Linked DNA regions of Salmo salar: region 2 is linked to region 1. A link is a contact called in public Hi-C data. All regions are on one chromosome and are shown on one strand. Each heading gives the region's core, a stretch centred on a gene start, on an enhancer-like site or on the middle of the called end of the contact. The rest is flanking DNA. Distances are from core to core; before and after follow the strand shown. Region 1 holds the start of LOC106562051 (matrix metalloproteinase-15). Region 2 has its middle 13 kb from the start of LOC106562054.

Evidence for each region. Hi-C and Micro-C count contacts between places; a contact is called where the count stands out from the background.
Region 2: a Hi-C map of muscle shows a contact between it and region 1, with 20 times the contacts expected there. The contact joins the enhancer-like site here to the promoter of LOC106562051 in region 1. A contact is called at or near these places in 2 of 3 Hi-C or Micro-C datasets (gill and muscle).

What each region holds. Positions count from the first base shown.
Region 1 is chrssa11:14,541,142-14,546,869 of Ssal_v3.1, forward strand. LOC106562051 (matrix metalloproteinase-15) reads left to right here and starts at 3,084. Exons shown (of 10, transcript XM_014126591.2): 1 at 3,084-4,191. The coding sequence starts at 4,066.
Region 2 is chrssa11:14,605,080-14,610,807 of Ssal_v3.1, forward strand. No RefSeq gene overlaps it. Among protein-coding and RNA genes, the nearest start is that of LOC106562054, 13 kb to the right of the region's middle. Within about 2 kb of position 2,827, at least 1 of the 13 cell types and tissues checked has an H3K27ac peak or open chromatin away from gene starts, as enhancers often do. A contact at or near this core is called in muscle, where this site is marked.

The sequences.
Region 1 (5,728 bases), core at 1,834-4,333:
TTCTCACTTACCTGTCACCACTGAATACTGGTTGTAAATACTAAAATTGAATCAAATTAATGCAATTATGATTATTGTAGCAATACATCTTTGGGTGTAGTAATAACCATGTGTCTCAAAGTCAAAGTAGAACGTATCTATCAACCTGGGAAGTCAGGGTTCAGGGTAAAAGTCTTGAAATATTATTAGAACAGAACATGGGTCCTAACGACAGCACTCAAAGAAGTGCAGGGGAAGAAGAGAGTTTTTATGCATTCTAAGGAAGTGATGTGTGAGCAAATAGAATCACAGAGGAAGTAGATACAGTATATGACAGATACTGTGTTACACAGTTTGACTGTGTTGTTTCAACTTATACCCTTGCTGTACACTTACCTGCGCATTGACATTCTTTCATCACTGTCATGTGGTCTATGACAAACTTAAATGCCAAACAAACTTAAACAAAGGTTGTTTGTTCTAGCTGCTGGTTTAGCACTATTATAGGAGGTCCGTCATAATAGTGAACACCGCCCTAGAAAACTTGTTTTATTTGGACTGAGATTCCACAGCCAGTAGTGATTAGAGGACTCTGGCTGGCTAAACCACTGCGGAGATATTATATTTTTCCAAGAAAAATCCTCCTTCCCCTGCCTTTCACTTTATTGAGACTCAATACAAAATCCTGTAATGCGTTTTGGTTCGCATTGCTCATTGCATAAGGCTTTGGCTGACTTGTAAGTGTGAATGCTCACTTAGGAGCGGCAGGAAGAAAAGAAAACATTTTCTGATGATTAATTTGATCATCGCTATCATCACCATCACAACCATAGTCTTCATTTACACTGGTAACCGACCTCTCCAATGGATCACAGTCTACCTATGACACAAGACAGCCATGCTGCCGAGCCATCGTTCATGGCGACTACAGGTCACATCTGACTGAGAGTCAATGCCAGTAGAGGGCGCCCAGAGATAACCAAATCTCTCTCAACTCTACTGAAGCCGTTTCAAGGTAGAGTTACATGGCCCGTATTTATCAAGTGTCTCAGAGTAGGAGTGCTGATCTAGCATCAGGTGGTCTCTGTCCATAATAATCTCATTCATTATGACTTAAAAGGCTAAACTGAACCTCTATCAGCACTCCTACTCTGAGAGACGTAATAAATACGGGCCCTATTAGTGACAGAAACACGGGTCCTAGTCCTACCCAGTAGCCATACATACCCAGGGTACAGCTGTGGCCATTCATTCTACATACATTCCAGCCACATCTTTGTTTTGTCACTTAGTCCACTCTGGGACACCGCTTTATCAATCAGCATGTTTAGCGGCTGGCTGGACACATGGGACGGGAGGCCACATTCTCAGGTGGTGGCCTCCCGTCCCATGTGACGCAGAGGTCCCTGCTCTGCTCATGTTTAGACACAGAGGTCCCTGCTCTGCTCATGTTTAAAATGACTAACCTACTATATTATTGCAAGCAATAACATATGTAGCTACATCAGTAGCGTACTGCAGTCACATACTGCTTGAATCAATCTTCCAGGTGTTGCAATGCCCAAATATTCTAACTCAACGTCACACTGTCTCTGTATTGCACCAATAGAGTAGCCAATGTGTTCAAGACCTATACTTGAATCCAGTGAAAATGGTCAGTCACAAAATATTTGTTTGCCTTTAATTCAGAAACAATCCATTTTAATAAAACCAAATTCAATCTCATCACCTATGCATCTTTCACGTGAACTTACAGTAAATGGCCCTAAAGCACAGTAAGAGGAAATGCTGCTATAATTTTGTAAATAACCCATCTTCCCACTTACCTGTCACCACTGAAAACTGGTTGTAAATACTAAAATTGAATCAAATTAATGCAATTATGATTATTGTAGCAATACATCTTTGGGTGTAGTAATAACCATGTGTCTCAAAGTCAAAGTAGAACGTATCTATCAACCTGGGAAGTCAGGGTTCAGGGTAAAAGTCTTGAAATATTATTAGAACAGAACATGGGTCCTAACGACAGCACTCAAAGAAGTGCAGGGGAAGAAGAGAGTTTTTATGCATTCTAAGGAAGTGATGTGTGAGCAAATAGAATCACAGAGGAAGTAGATACAGTATATGACAGATACTGTGTTACACAGTTTGACTGTGTTGTTTCAACTTATACCCTTGCTGTACACTTACCTGCGCATTGACATTCTTTCATCACTGTCATGTGGTCTATGACAAACTTAAATGCCAAACAAACTTAAACAAAGGTTGTTTGTTCAAGCTGCTGGTTTAGCACTATTATAGGAGGTCCGTCGGCTATCTTCCTACAATTCAACACGTTTTGCCATGGGGTAAAGAGAAAAATGTACCGTTTTAAAGCTAATCTGAGGATATAACCAGAATGTGCCTCCTTTGTTGGAAAGCAGCCTTACTCGTGGAGAGGAGGTATTGGGCTGCTTACTGAGGTATGAATCCACTTTCGTTGGAGAGGACTGCTCCATTGACCCTACAGACATGTCTGTCCCCAGCTGCCATTAGGCAGGAGTCAGGACAGGACTTAGGTTAGTCAAAGGAGTTGGCTGAATGTGACAGAACTATTAAGAGGCCTGCTATACACATACCTGTCTCTGTCCAGCTGTTGGCACACATTTCCTCTGCAACTGGCTTGTTGTTGACAACCATGAGTGCTCTGCCTGGCTGCTGCTAGTCCCTTCCTGAGGCATTCAATTTTGGTCTAGACTATGAATAGTATATTTAATAATAGAGGGACCAAAAAAAATCATAAAGTAGGCCTACTAAGGCGTTATCTCGTTCACCATGACACTTCTGCCAATGGTCAATTAGCCTAGGGAGGTGAATTGAAGTTTTAGAGCTACCAGGCAGTAGGCCTACAGTATAATCATTTTTGGGGCTAGGCTATTTGTTATTTCCAACTATGAAGATGAATGAATTCAGCCAATAACAATATATATATATATATAAAACGTTTTGTGAAACCTCTAAAAACGTAAATGCCATCAAAATACTAATCCGTAGCATATACGAGCTCAATAGTGTCCAAGGGGGTGGGGGGCTACATCCGCTAACGGGGTGGGGGGCTACATCCGATAGCTGGAGGAACGACTTTGACCGCGACGCACAAGGTACAGAGTCACTGGTGAAGCAGCCAGTCCAGCTTCGAGCTGCCCCGCTCCATAAATCGAACTTAAATCCACCCTGGTGGTGGACAGAGTCCAGGAAAACTGGAAGAAAAATTTGGATTTTAACGGGCAGAGAACCATCATATTAAATCTTCACAAGAGTCGCCGCAATTCAGCGCTAGATTTGCACGAGTGTTGGACATCTGCAGCCGACTTCAACTTCTTTGTCAGGTTCCTTAAATAATTGTCAGCAAACTTGGACCCGATATTTAACCTTCAACCGTCTTCCGTTGCTCTGGGCTCATCTGCACATTTGCAAGATTAATTCGTTTATTCTGTCAACATTACGCGTGTTATACACGGCAGTTCAGTAAATGACTGACATATTAAGATTAAAGTCACTATGCGTGCTTTGTGAGCTGGCTTCTGTGCAGTGACACCAACATGTCACTTACCATAAAGCGGGTTGTTAGGACATTATTTTCTATCCGCACGTCCTGATATGGAATTGTGAGTAAAATTGGGACACGCCCGCAAGCAATAATAGGCTACCCAAGCTTTTTATAAATCCTGGCAACAGTGCAATACTTCTCTGATCCCCCTCCTGGGATTGTGGTCTATTCAAACAGAACTGTTAAGAAGACTTGTAGTGTGGCAATCAAAAGGACATCCTTTCGAACACCTCTGGCAACTCGAGTGAACCTTGTTTTCTGGAAGCGATACTGGCGGAGTTGATGAATGTCACTGTCTTTATTGGTGACCTCGCCATAGCATATGTAATATTTGTTCCTCTTAAAATGTACAGTATTTCAGAGGGACTCCTTGGAAGGTGACTAACATAAACTATTCTTAACAACTTGAAGCGCGTTTTTGTACCCAGTGACACAGTGGACACTTGGACAAGGTATCAATTTCCTTGTCCGGGGTTTAGGCAAGCCAAGAGTAGGCTATGGCATCCTCATGGGAAAAGTGGATTTGGTTACTCTGGAGACGGACTTTAGTTCCCTCTCTCCTCGTGCTTTGGGTCACCTGTCTCGGGACACACGGAGGAGAGGATGAAGCGTTTAATGCAGAGGTAATTGGATCATCTTCCCCGAAACTGTCAATGTTCAGAAAGTTCCCTGTGTTACAACAATGCTGTAGTGTTTATACAAAAACTAGTTTTAATGTATCATAATATGCTGCAAAACACATACAAATGATTAACAAAAAAGCTCTCACCAAATCCCAGTTAACTTTTGATGACATTGCTATTTGAATAGAGATGGTCGAGCATAACCTTGACAACCTTGCGCTCAAAATAACAATTGGTCCAAAATAACAATTATGTGTTATTTCCTGCAAGAAAATCAAAATATTTGTTTGGTCAAGTTTGTTCCAGTCTTGAAACAAAAAAAAAGTCAGATCACTATTATAAATGTTGCTTATTCACAAGGCATTCTTGTGTGCAAATTGGGCACTTTTACACACACATTTTGAACTTAATGACCCAGCTCATTCTGTCTGAGGAACTCAATCCAGCACACCAAGCTGCATATCCTGCTCATGACTAGCTGTTCCAATATTAACAGGACTATCCCTTGTGCGCCGCCAACAGGGTCCTCCTGGGCTGGAACCTCTCCCCAAAAAGGCTATGCTGCTAGCCAAACTACACAAATCTAGCTCATTCACTGACACACTGACACACTCTTGCAGGCAGCACCATATGTGGAAAGCTGCTGTTCTTAGAGGATCTCTGGGTCAGGTTAAGTAATCCTACTGTTATAACCACATTCTGTATGCACATATCCATAGTATTGTTCCACCCCACTTTACCTTCCCACAGGTAGGGTTGTTTTGCTTTCTTGAAATACTACAACAGTACCTGAAAAGATATCGGCATCACTGACTGAGCCATGCTCATCTCGCTAGTTTCCCCATGCTTTGGACATACAGTATGAACCAACTGAATGATTAAATGTTGGGGGGGAATAGGCAAATGCTTTCACGGTTCATTTCCAGACCGTCACTCTTTCTGTCTTCAGCAGCGGGCAGTGCTGATTCCCAACTTGCTCCAGATAGGTGAGAGGGAGCCCAGATGTAGGCTAATGTTTTGGGGCGGAGAGCTTAGCAACAAACGTGTGCCAGAGGGAATAAAATGTACCAACAGTTGTGTAGAGAAGAATATACCCCTCTAGTTTTCCTTTACAACACACCAACTGAATGTGGAGGGCCAGTTTCAATCCAGCGGAGCAGTATTGAATGTTTGTAATACCCTTTCTCCTTTGTTATTGTATAGGTCTGTGTTTTTGTGGACTTTGTCCCAGCTGCACCCACTTAACCATGCTGTGTTGACTTTAGTGCTTAGCCTCTCCCGTCAGGTCAAGGCTTAATGAAGGGCTCAGTTATGCACACGTTGTTTCCTTCTCTCTCGCGGGCCACTGCAGTTGAGGTCGGTTGTTGCGTTGTGACTCCAAAAAATGTTAAGCCACTTTGAAGTCATAGTATTAAAACGCACCCACCTGAGGTCGAGTCAGTCTGAACTACCACAATCTGCCTGGATCCTTTGCCAGCACACGTGTATACACATTTCTCCCACCTGTGGGGCCTGTGGCAGATTTAACAGATATACC
Region 2 (5,728 bases), core at 1,577-4,076, 64 kb after region 1:
TAGCTAAATCAGAAACATACTTTGTTAGGAATCCGCCAAATTCAATTTTACACACTAAGCAGGAAAACTGAAGGCAGATGTTCCACCCTGTTACTGAGGCTTAATAATATTTCTACAACCTGAGGATATATTGCAGATCCATGCAGTACCCCATGCATGCAAAGCCAAAGCACACAGCTAAGCATAGGCCTGTTACAAAATGTTGTCATAAAAAGTCTGGATGCAGCTTAGTCCATGAGTCAGTTGTACCATGCACAGGATAGGATGGCATAGGACTGTAGAACAATAGAGTACAGAGAGGGAGAGATGGGGGGAAAAAATGGGTTTATGTACGTTTATGGACCTTTCACAGGAAAGCCTGTGTCTCTGTCTGGGAGATGAGAGAGCAGTCGGGCACAGGCCTCGGAGTGGGACCTCTGGCATGGAGCCAAGGTGGAGGAAACGGGGGGAGGGGTCTTTCAATGCACATACAGTTGAAGTCGGAAGTTTACATACACTTAGGTTGGAGTCATTAAAACTTGTTTTTCAACCACTCCACAAATGTCTTGTTAACAAACTATAGTTTTGGCAAGTCGGTTAGGATATCCATTTTGTGCATGACACAAGTAATTTTTCCAACAATTGTTTACAGACAGATTATTTTACTTATAATCCACTGTATCACAATTCCAGTGGGTCAGAAGTTTACATACACTAAGTTGACTGTGCCTTTAAACAGCTTGGAAAATTCCAGAAAATTATGTCATGGCTTTAGAAGCTTCTGATAGGCTAATTGACATCATTTGAGTCAATTGGAGGTGTACCTGTGGATGTATTTCAAGGCCTACCTTCAAACTCAGTACCTCTTCGCTTGACATCATGGAAACATCAATAGAAATCAGCCAAGACCTCAGAAAAACAATTGTAGACCTCCTCAAGTCTGGTTCATCCTTGGAGCAATTTCCAAATGCCTGAAGGTACCACATTCATCTGTACAAACATTAGTACGCTATTATAAACACCATGAGACCATACAGCCGTCATACCGCTCAGGAAGGAGACGCGTTCTGTCTCCTTGAGATTAACGTACTTTAGTGCGAAAAGTGCAAATCAATCCCAGAACAACAGCAAAGGACCTTGTGAAGATGCTGGAGGAAACAGGTACAAAAGTATCTATATCCACAGTAAAACAAGTCCTTTATCGACATAACCTGAAAGGCCGCTCAGCAAGGAAGAAGCCACTGCTCCAAAACCATCATAAAAAAAGCCAGACTACGGTTTGAACTGCACATGGGGACAAAGATCATACTTTTTGGAGAAATGTCCTCTGGTCTGATGAAACAAAATAGAACTATTTGGCCATAATGACCATCGTTATGTTTGGAGGAAAAGGGGGAGGCTTGCAAGCCGAAGAACACCATCCCAACCATAAAACACGGGGGTGGAAGCATCATTCTGTGGGGGTGCTTTGCTGCAGGAGGGACTGGTGCACTTCACAAAATAGATGGCATCATGAGGCAGGGAAATTATGTGGATATATTGAAGCAACATCTCAAGACATCAGTCAGGAAGTTAAAGCTTGGTCGCAAATGGGTCTTCCAAATGAACAATGACCCCAAGCACACTTCCAAAGTTGTGGTAAAATGGCTTAAGGACAACAAAGTCAAAGTATTGGAGTGGCCTTCACAAAGCCCTGACTTCAATCTCATAGAAAATTTGTGGGCAGAACTGAAAAAGCGTGTGCGCGTAAGGAGGCCTACAAACCTGACTCAGTTACACCAGCTCTGTCAGGAGGAATGGGCCAGAATTTACCCAACTTATTGTGAGAAGCTTGTGGAAGACTACCCAAAAAGTTTGACCCAAGTTAAACCATTTAAAGGCAATGCTACCAAATACTAATTGAGTGTATATAAACTTCTGACCCACTGGGAATGTGATGAAAGAAATAAAAGCTGAAATAAATCACGCTCTCTACTATTATTCTGACATATCACATTCTTAAAACAAAGTGGTGATCCTAACTGACCTAAAACAGGGACTTTTTACTAGGATTAAATGTCAGGAATTGTGAAAAACTGAGTTTAAATGTATTTGGCTAAGGTGTATGTGAACTTCCGACTTCAACTGTATCATGACCACTAAGAGTCTACTACTGGGGTGGATGACTTGGATGTTGTGTGTTCAGTATTTCAGTGTTTTGTGTGTGTCACGGGTGTCGTAGGGATTAGACCAAAACGTAGCGGGAACGTGTAAACTCATCTTCTTATTTTATTAAAGAAGGAAAACAAAAGAAACACGTATCCAAAAACAACAAACGACACTAAACAGTCCCGTCAGGTGCACGAACACAAAACAGGAAACAACTACCCACAAATCCCATAGAAAAAACACCCCTCTTAAATAGGACCTTCAACTAGAAGCAACGAGGAGCAGCTGCTTCCAATTGAAGGTCCACCCAATAAACACCACATAGAAATAGACATACTAGAACTAACATAGAAATAGACTAACAAGAACATAGCCCAACAAACCCCGAAACATTCTAAACAAACACCCCTCTTAAATAAGAACATAGCCCAACAAACCCCGAAACCCTCTAAACAAACACCTCCTGCCACGCCCTGACCAAACTACAATAACAAACAACCTCTTTCACTGGTCAGGACGTGACAGTGTTATTGTACATTGTCTGAATGTTTTTCACCCTGTATGTGTGTGCTTAAAGAGGTAAGTAGGGGGCTTTTAACTGTAGTGTATTCAAAGCTCCAGTTGCTTTGGTATCAGTCACAAACCCAATGACATTCAGTGCGGCTAAAAACAGCTCCCGTATAAAGTGAATATATCACATGTCACATTGACTGATGATATTTAAGAATGGGCTTTGCTCTGCCCAGAATGCCAACCGCCTTGCCCACCGGGGCTAAATTAAACGTACAGATTTTATCCCTGATAGATTGATGGGCAGTCATGGCATCACCAGCCAGAAGGAAGTCTTTTTTTAAGTCTGACAATTAGTAAATCTTTGATAGAGTCCCTGTTGTATGTGTCCTTCAAAGTATCCTCTAACATGTCTGGTAGGGTGAGTAATCAGAAAACCAATATATATTTTAGTGCACACAGCAGGACACTTCTTCTCTACTCCCTCAATATTTTCCCTCATCCTTCTGCCTTGTTGTTTTCTCCCACCAAAATTGTATCAATCAGTTTAGATAGTTTGCTCTTTTTTCATTCAGCACATTTTTTACATTTTTCTCTGTCAACCACAAGCGTAAAAGCAGCTTTCCCCGTTCGACCTGGAAAACATTCACATTACAGCTTAGTCAGAAGTGGGTCACATCAGCACTGCGAAGGGGAACAGAGGTAAACAATCAATGGACCTTTTCCTGGAGATCACAAATACACCAAAAACTCTGCATGTCATTGAAAGCTTACAAAGCAGCACTGCTACTGCCGATGCTACTGTCGATGCTACTGCTACTGCTGCTGATGACAATAGTAATAGCATTGTGTGTGCGTGTGTGTGTGTTTTAGGTGTGTGTGTTTGGGGGAGGGGGTTGGCATCAGGGTTGGCTGCGTTATGCCCTAGTAATGGGCTTTTAGCATGTGAGCTGTAATGGTTTGGATAAAACAACTGGGACGTAGCAGCGGGGGGACGAGCGTGACGGAGCGAGCAACATATGTGATTATTCTAATGACCTTAGATGGAAATATGTCACATTTTGTGGCATGCTGACAATTGGACATGCTGATGATGATTCAGCAGTCTGTGTGAGTGAGCGTTGAACCTCTTCCCTTACCAGTAAAACAGCACAATGATGAACATCATGTCAACATAAGTCAATAAACGCTGACGAGACAGAATCTCTCACATCCGGCTCAGGCTCCACCACATCTTATAATAAATAGATGGAGAAGAAGAGAACATGTAGGGGACTGACAGAGAAGGGAAAATAAAGAGGTTTAGAGTAAGGGAGCCTGAAAGAGAGAGAGTGGGAGACAAACAGAAGGTAGAGAGCTGAAGAAAGAGAGGGGTAGAAATAGATGGATGATGGAGTATAAAAGAGTGAGCGACCGGCTAGGTTGGTGGAGAGGTTGGGAGGTTACATGGTTATGGAGTCTTTGTGGACCAGTTTTAGACTCTTTAAGTAGATATATCCACTCTAAATTCACATATGTTTGCTCTTTATTTCCAGCACTGATTCTGGCATGAGTTATCTGGCTCTACATCAAGGCTGAAATGGTCACGCAAAGGTCACTATCGATAATATGGCAAGTCAAGAGGTTTTCTAAACCTAAGCCGTTATAATCTGTGTATAGTGTGCGTATAATCGTCTGTATTCATTTCATGTGTGACTGAGTCTAATGGAAGAATGATCACCCCCAATGATTTATTAAAGGCAGGCCATTAAAGTTGTGCGCTCTGAGAAGCACATTATTCTGTGGCTCGTTCGATAATGAGATCCGGTACAGACCAGACCATTTAACCACTGGAATGGGCTGAGCCCTGCATGCGGTTCACTGGCCAGGTCTCTCTGCCCTGGGTATGGCTCAGTCCTGTCTGCCAGGGAGAACTGGATGACGGGCTAACCTTGCTGCCTGGTCTCTGCCAAGTTTGGCGATGGGTCCGTGGGCTGTATTACCACCCAGCCCCCCTGGACAGCTGGCCACTGCCTCCACACCCGCCCCACCCTTTCACAACCATTCCAGGCCAAACGTCCGCTAGACTCCTAGATAACCAAACGTCTCGACCTCCTCCCACAGGAAACTCCCCCACCTGTTCCCTGCTGGGTGGAGAGTTATTAGTTACAGGGTTAATGCTGCTGGACCAAGGGAGAGAATGGAGAAAAAACATCTGAGATAAAATGAAGTATAGTAGCATTGCATGTGAATACAACACATGCTGACCACAAGAATGCCAAGTAAGCCTCCCATGGAAGAATCCCATCCCTTGCACCCTCCATCAGAATTGAATGGACTATTTCAGACTGCAGGCCTCCCCAGAGAGGGATTTGGGTAAGGTCAGGGTCAGGGTGTGTGCGTGCATACGTACATGAACATGCTTGTGTATAATGGTGTCTGCATACTGTCAGGATGGGAATGTCCAGGGAGAAATACATTTCAAATCAAATCAAACTTTATTTGTCACATGCGCCGAAAACAACAAGTGTAGACTTTACCGTAAAATGCTTACTTACAAGCCCTTAACCAGCAGTGCAGTTCAAGAAGCGTTTGCCACTCCTGTTGGATTTCTTCATAATAGTAGAGATTCAGGAAATCTGTCCAGCTGATTATGTTTTTCCACAGTAATGTCCTGCCTATAACTCCCAGACCACATGGGAAAGTTCTAATTACAGTACAGCATGTATAGTTCTACAGCACTGTCATATCCTGTCAGTATCAAATACTTCTCAACTGCACTGAGCACCTTATAACAACGAGTTCATCTCCACACCTCCATCTTCCTGGCTCACCCAGCAGTCTTCTCCTGGGATTATTAACACTCTCAGCGGTTAAGGAGATACAGCTGGTTCTATGGTTAGGGTCAGAGAGTCAGGTGTTGAAAGGGGGTTGGAGATACAGTTGGTGCTAGGGTTAGACATGGGATAGGAGTAGGAGACAAGGCTGGGCCTGGGGTGTGTGTGCGTGGTTCTGTTGAACGGAAAGAGACTGAGGTCAGTGTCACTCTAAGGCTAGGTGTGTTTAGTCTGGTTTTTCTCTGGTCATCTCATCACTCCTCATGCTGGCAGGG